2 separate regions of the Mus musculus genome follow, and region 2 is linked to region 1. The links are chromatin contacts, called in public Hi-C maps. All regions are on one chromosome and are shown on one strand. Each heading gives the region's core, a stretch centred on a gene start, on an enhancer-like site or on the middle of the called end of the contact. The rest is flanking DNA. Distances are from core to core; before and after follow the strand shown. Region 1 holds the start of Gtf2h2 (general transcription factor II H, polypeptide 2). Region 2 holds the start of Srek1ip1 (splicing regulatory glutamine/lysine-rich protein 1interacting protein 1).

Region 1 (3,079 bases), core at 232-2,731:
TTGTAATCCTGCTTCAATCTCCCTAGTTCTGGTATAATCGGTATGTACCACCACACCCAGGTTTTATTCAATTCTTTCTTTACGGTTGTTCTTAGTTTCACAGCTTGAAAAGGTATTTCACTAGGTAAGATAATTTTATTGTTACTTTATATGTGATTGGAATATTAGTCATAGTTATACTGAGACTACCATGATTTCTGTGCACATTTTGTTTTGCTTTGGTACCCTGTTAACAAAGTTTTAATAAAAACCCCCTGTTCCAGCAGTCCTAGCAGACTTGTCTGGCCACGCGTCTCAGTTTGCCAAAGAGACACGTAATGATGAATGACAGAGAAAAGGGTTTTATTAAGGTGGCCATGATGAGAAAAACAGATAAAGGGGTTTGCATATACCAAGTCTGTCTTCGAGGGGCTGAGATGAACTTTGACATTTTATAGAAAAGGGAAATGGGAGGGGCTTGTGGTGTGCATAGATGACAGAGCCTGTGGTCTGGTCAGGTGATCTGGTCAAGGCATGGGTCTGATCACTTATGCCAACAAAGGCCTTGTTTCGCAAGGGTTTCTGGAGACCTTGCTAGTGATGTCATTACTCCGAGGCAGACTGTTTATGGCGAGGTAGTTACCCCAGCGCCAGCTTTCAGCCTCCCCACCATACGTAGTTGCCCTCATGTGGGAGGTGATCTGTCCTGCCAGGCTTGCTCTTTGCTTGGGAGTAGTCTCGGTTCCACGTCATAAGGATGTTTACAGATCAGTCTTGCCATTCCTTGTGTTCAAGAGAACTACAGAAGAGAGTGAGTGACTTAGCAGGAAAATTGTTTTTTAAAAAAAAAAGTCAGAGAATGGTGCCCTTCGTCTTCCTAGCTCAGTCTTAGTTTCTAAGACTATTTTACAGAGCCAAAGTTATGAGTGGGAAAAGTTCGAATGTGTCTTACTTCTATTCACAAATATGCTTAGATGTATTTTTATTTTATTGGGGGAATCCTCTTATTTTTGGGTTAAAGAGCATGCTTGGCGCTCGTGGGGGTGGGGCGGCAGGTGGGGCTATGGCTATGCAGTTAAGAGCACTTGTTGCTATTCCAGAGGGTCCGGATTTGATTTCCATCATCCACATGGCAGATAGCAAACATCTGTAACTTCAGTTCCAGGGGATCAGATGCCATCTTCCGTCCCCTGCCCCAACTAGGCACGAACATGGTGCACAGACATGCACGCAGGCAAAAACATCCAGATACTAAACAAAACCCAACAAAACAAAACCCACGGACAAAAAAAAACCTCCCTAAACGCATGTATAACGTATCCAGAACTTGTAGTTTTAGCTGTTTGGTCTATAGAAATGCACCCCACAGCAGAAATATTGGTGAACTGGAAGGCAGTTACGCTCTTGGGCACCACTTGCTCCCTAGCTCCCTCTTCTGGCAGCAGCTGCCCTCTGCCGCCGGAACATTTTTTTTTTCCCGTGGCTCCAGCGCGCTGCGGAAGAATTTTGGCGGCGCACTCAGACTGCCGGTACTTCCGGTGAGGGTCGTCTCGTCGAGGCTGGTGGGTCTACGCGAGGAGACCTGCGGGGTCCTGAGGCTGTGGAGGGCTGGAGTGAGGCGGACAGGAGAAGAAGCCTGGAGCTGAGGACCGAGGTGCAAAGCCCGGGTTGGCCTCGGGGGGGACCTGGAGGGCGGAGGGGGTGGGGGCGTGTGCAGGGAGCGCGGCAGCTTCCGCCTGAGGAAAGTTCTCGCTGCAGGGCTGCCGTTTGCCGTGAGTCTGTGTGGCCCGAAGCGAGTTTGCAGCCCCGAGCTGTCCCTCTCTGAACACGGGGGACAGTAAATCACCCTTGACCTCGGGCCAGGCAGGGTAAGGCGAGGCAGAGCCTCCGCAGTGGCCATGCGCGCTGCGGCTCGCGGGTGCACGCGAGGAGCTCACCGTGAGCATCTCCCGGGGCGGCTGGGTGTGATGACGGAAAGTCTAAGAAACGGGTGATCTGGCTGCGGCGTGGGGACTTCTAACTTCTCCCCGGTTGGATTCTCCATCATAAAGAGGCCCCGTATACCCAGCCAAAAAGTGTGCGGCGTTTACTCGTTGCTTCTCATTTTCTCTGAATTTAAGAGAGTAATAGAAGAGTAAAATATAAAGCAAATGTTGATGCGGTGGAGCAACATTTAAAAAGCTTAAAAGTAATATTATGCGAACTGTGTGTGCACACGCACACACGTGTGCTGGGATCACAGGTGTATTCCACTCTGCTCATCCTGAACAGAAATTTTATTTATTTTTAATTAATTAATTAATTAATTTGGAGATGGTTTCTCTGTGTAGTGTTGGCAGTCCTGGAACTCACTTTGTAGACTAGGGTGGCCTTGAACTTTAGAGATCTGCCTGCTTCTGCCTTCCGAGTGCTGGGACTAAAGGTGTGCTCCACCACAGCCAGGCTCATAGTTTTGTTATTTTTTAAAATTATTATTTTTTTTTTATTTACAGTTCCAATGTTATCCCCTTTCCTGGTTTCCCCTCCGAAAACCCCCTATTTCCTACCCCTTCCCCTGTTCACCAACCCACCCACTCCTGCTTCCTGGCCCTGACATTCCCCTATACTGGGGCTTAGAGTCTTCACACGACCAAGGGCCTCTCCTCCCATTGATGACAAACTAGGCCATCCTATGCAGCTAGAGCCATGAGTCCCACCATGTGTACTCTTTGGTTGGTGGTTTAGTCCCTGGGAGCTCTGGGGGTACTGGTTAGTTCATATTGTTGTTCCTCCTAGGGGGCTTGCACACCCCTTCAGCTCCTTGGGTACTTTCTCTAGCTCCTTCATTGAGGACCCTGTGCTCTGTCCAATGGATGGCTGTGAGCATCCACTTCTGTATTTGGCAGGCACTGGCAGAGCCTCTCAGGAGGCAGCTATATCAGGCTCCTGTCAGCAAGCTCTTGTTGGCATCTGCAATAGTATCTTGGTTTGGTGACTGTATATGGGATGGATCCCCAGGTGGGGCAGTTTCTGGATGGTCATTCCTTCAGTCTCTGCTCCGAACTTTGTCTCTTTAACTCCTCCCATGGGTATTTTGTTCCCTCTTCTAAGGGCTCATCCT
Region 2 (3,142 bases), core at 206-2,705, 4.3 Mb before region 1:
ATTATCGCTTTAGTTAATTTCTCTTTTCTCTCAGGTTAGCTGATCGTTAGCCACGGCAGGGCTCTTTCATTCCCTCTTTTAGTTCCTCTTCCTTTCTGTATCTGCTCCCTCTCCCTGCAGGTCCCCTGCACTCTCACCTTTCTTTAGCTTTCATCTGGAACATCCTTTTGTACACTCTGGATCCTGTTAGGTGTCCTGTTTTTGCTCGCCCCAGCGTTAGTTCTACTTTCTGTAAATCCCCCCCCCCCCGAATTCTAGGAGAGCAAGGGTTTCTACCATGCTGACTGCCACACACTCAATAAATGTAGTCACCTCTCTTTTCACAGCTCCTGGAGTGCTCCTCTGCAGAAGTTAGGAAGCAGCCCCACCCCGCAACAGTAATCTCTAGAATAAAGTTCAGAAAAGGCTGCCACGGAACAAAGACAGGGGTCAAACAGTAGCGGGAAGGGGCAGTGTTAAGCAAAGTTGGGGCTTCACAAATAGTTTGAGGGTCTTTCCTACAGTACTATGCACTGTGAATCTCCGAGATGCGAGGCGGGTATATCTCTTAAAAACACCTGCTTGATAATAGGGTTTTACAGAAACACATTCTGACAAAGTCGGCTTGGGGAAGTTCTTAGCGGCTCCCCAGTAAACTGGAGCAACAAAAACATCCCCGGAGCTCAGTTTGCCGTTTCTAGGTTAGAAACCTCTGAACACAAAAGTGGAACCTACAAAGAATCTTAGATCTAATTCGAGAAAGCACTGTCTTGAAACTGATAGGGAAACTGAGGCCCGGAAGGGCACAGCAGCGGGCCTGCAGCCACATAGAAATTACAGGCTGGAAGTGCTAGAACAAGCCTCAGGTGCTCTTCTTGGCGACTTTCAGTATAATGTGTATAGCCACCTGGATTCGGCAAAATGCTCACATTTCGAATTTTATTTTGAAATCGTGTGAAAGTTACAGTCTTCTGGGCAAGTTGTCCCCTTAGGCCTACAGTTCTCATTGTCACCAAGTCCCTTGTCCCTCTTACAATACACTTTCCCTCTAATCCTGTGCAGTTTGGGCTTGTCCAAGAATGACAGAGATGATCTTTCCCTATCTTTCTCACCCCGCTTTGAACTTGTAGTATAAGCTTTTTCATGTAAGCCGACCAAATCTAAATTTTTAGGCCTTCGCCTGATTCCCCAAGTGCTCGCTGCCACCCACCCCCGTGCTCTGGGCTTCCCTGCTCGTCTCATTCCTCTGGAGTGAGAGAGCCCTGCGGTTGACCTTCACCTGGGACTGCCATGATGCAAGGTGAGTGGGATCGTCGGAGTCCTGGGCTTTCGAGATCACGTTAGGTTCAGGTCCGTTGCGAGGACAGCGCATTCCCAAAGGGATCTCTCCCACCCGGCCACTACAACTTCACCGGGCAGGGGAAGGCCCGATGCACATCTAGGGTTGGCGGAACTAAGTGGCTGTGGATGCAGTTTCCAGGGGTGTCCTACCGCGGAGCACACGCGGTCGGAACCATTTCGGCCCGCTTCGGGAGGTGAGTGCTATCTGCAATCGCCTGACCTGGACGCAGCCCCGGGATTTACGGATTGGCCCTTTAGCTCGTATTATAAACCTCGCTACAAATTCTCTAAAGTTGTAGAGGTCCTATAGTCTTTTCTAGTTTCCTGAAGGACAGGGAAGTCCCCCCTCCCGGGGTTAGCGGTGCTCCGGTCCGGGAGCAACATGGCGGCGTCCATGATGGGCTAGTTTGGGGAGTAACTAGTGATTAGTACGGCTGTCTTGTCCGACTCTGACCGAGTGAAGTTTTCCCCCAAATACTCAGGTTAAAGAATTGTGTGCTAACAGGTGGGCCTCGCCGGAGACCCGCCATTCGCTTGCGGCCACACTAAGGAGCGGAGTCCTGAGCACTGAGCAAGATGAGTAACATCTACATCCAGGAGCCGCCCACTAATGGGAAGGTGAGAGCCTTACCTCCTGGACACGGTGACTGGGGGCGGGCAGGGAGGGGCAGCTATCGGGGATTTTAGAGGTGGAAAGACCAAAGGACTCTTCTCCACACCCTGCATATGGCCAGTGTTGCATTTATATTCTTTACGGTGACGTGTCTCAGCATATTTTTGAAAGAGTTCTTGGGCAACCTCCCTATTCGCTAGTCTTCTGACCCCTTAACTTCCTTGATCCAACTCACGTGAGCGCCTTCTAGTGTCTATTGTTTTTAAGACTTATCTCAAGATTGTACACTTTTGCTTGTTGTTTAACTTGGAGATCGTGCATTCTCTACAGTCATTATTGAAGGCCTCTTTGGCACCACGCACTCTACTAGGTGCTGATGATACAAAGGTTGGTATTCTACCTTTATATGTGTGTCTGTATTATAGACACACACACACACACACACACACACACACACACACACACGTATATATATACTAATTCCCTATCTCAGGATTACAGACGTGCATGAACACACCTGCCTTTGCTTGGGAGGTATTGAAGAAGAGATTATATTGCCATGACAGTGATGGAGGGAAAACAGGAAATGATGGGGAAAACATCTTGGAGGAGATATCTTTTGAGATAATTGTCAGTTAGAAGCAGGGGAGGAGTGAGGAATGTTATTTCATAGGAATGGGAGTAGATTCCCTGATAGATTTCATGCTGAGCTATATATTTCTAGAGGACAATATTAATTTTAATGAATAAATGCGTGTAGAGATGAAATAGACTGACCATTCCACAATGCAGAACCTTCACGCTTCATTTCTCTAGTTTGCTATTTTACCTGTTCAAATGTAACAAAGAAGCCTATCAAATAGCAGATCTCAGTGATGCCCTGGGTCTCAGCAATTACCCAGTATTTAACAGTATCTTACCTTGGTTTCTTTCCTATATAGAATGCAAACACTATAGAGTTGAAGATGAGCATCTAGAGCAGTGGTTCTCAACCTGTGGCTCATGACCCCTTGGGTTGAATAACCCATTTACAGGGGTCGAATATCAGATACCCCGCATATTAGATATTTATATTAGGATTCATAACAGCAAGATTACAGTTATAAAATAGCTGGAAATAGTTTTACGGTTGAGGGTAAATACAACATGAGGAACTGTATTACAGGGTCACAGGATTAGGAAGGTTGAGAACCACTGGCCTAGAACATT

What was found. A called contact is a pair of places that touch in the nucleus more often than the background predicts.
Region 2: a Hi-C map of muscle stem cells shows a contact between it and region 1, with 5 times the contacts expected there. The contact joins the promoter of Srek1ip1 here to the promoter of Gtf2h2 in region 1. A contact is called at or near these places in 4 of 484 Hi-C or Micro-C datasets (CD4 T cells, CD8 T cells and muscle stem cells).

What each region holds. Positions count from the first base shown.
Region 1 is chr13:100,491,011-100,494,089 of GRCm38.p6, reverse strand. Gtf2h2 (general transcription factor II H, polypeptide 2) reads left to right here and starts at 1,481. Exons shown (of 16, transcript NM_022011.4): 1 at 1,481-1,633.
Region 2 is chr13:104,815,483-104,818,624 of GRCm38.p6, reverse strand. It overlaps Srek1ip1 (splicing regulatory glutamine/lysine-rich protein 1interacting protein 1), which reads right to left and starts at 1,455. Exons shown (of 5, transcript NM_026075.3): 1 at 1,259-1,455. The coding sequence starts at 1,271. Cwc27 (CWC27 spliceosome-associated protein) reads left to right here and starts at 1,672. Exons shown (of 14, transcript NM_026072.1): 1 at 1,672-1,938. The coding sequence starts at 1,897.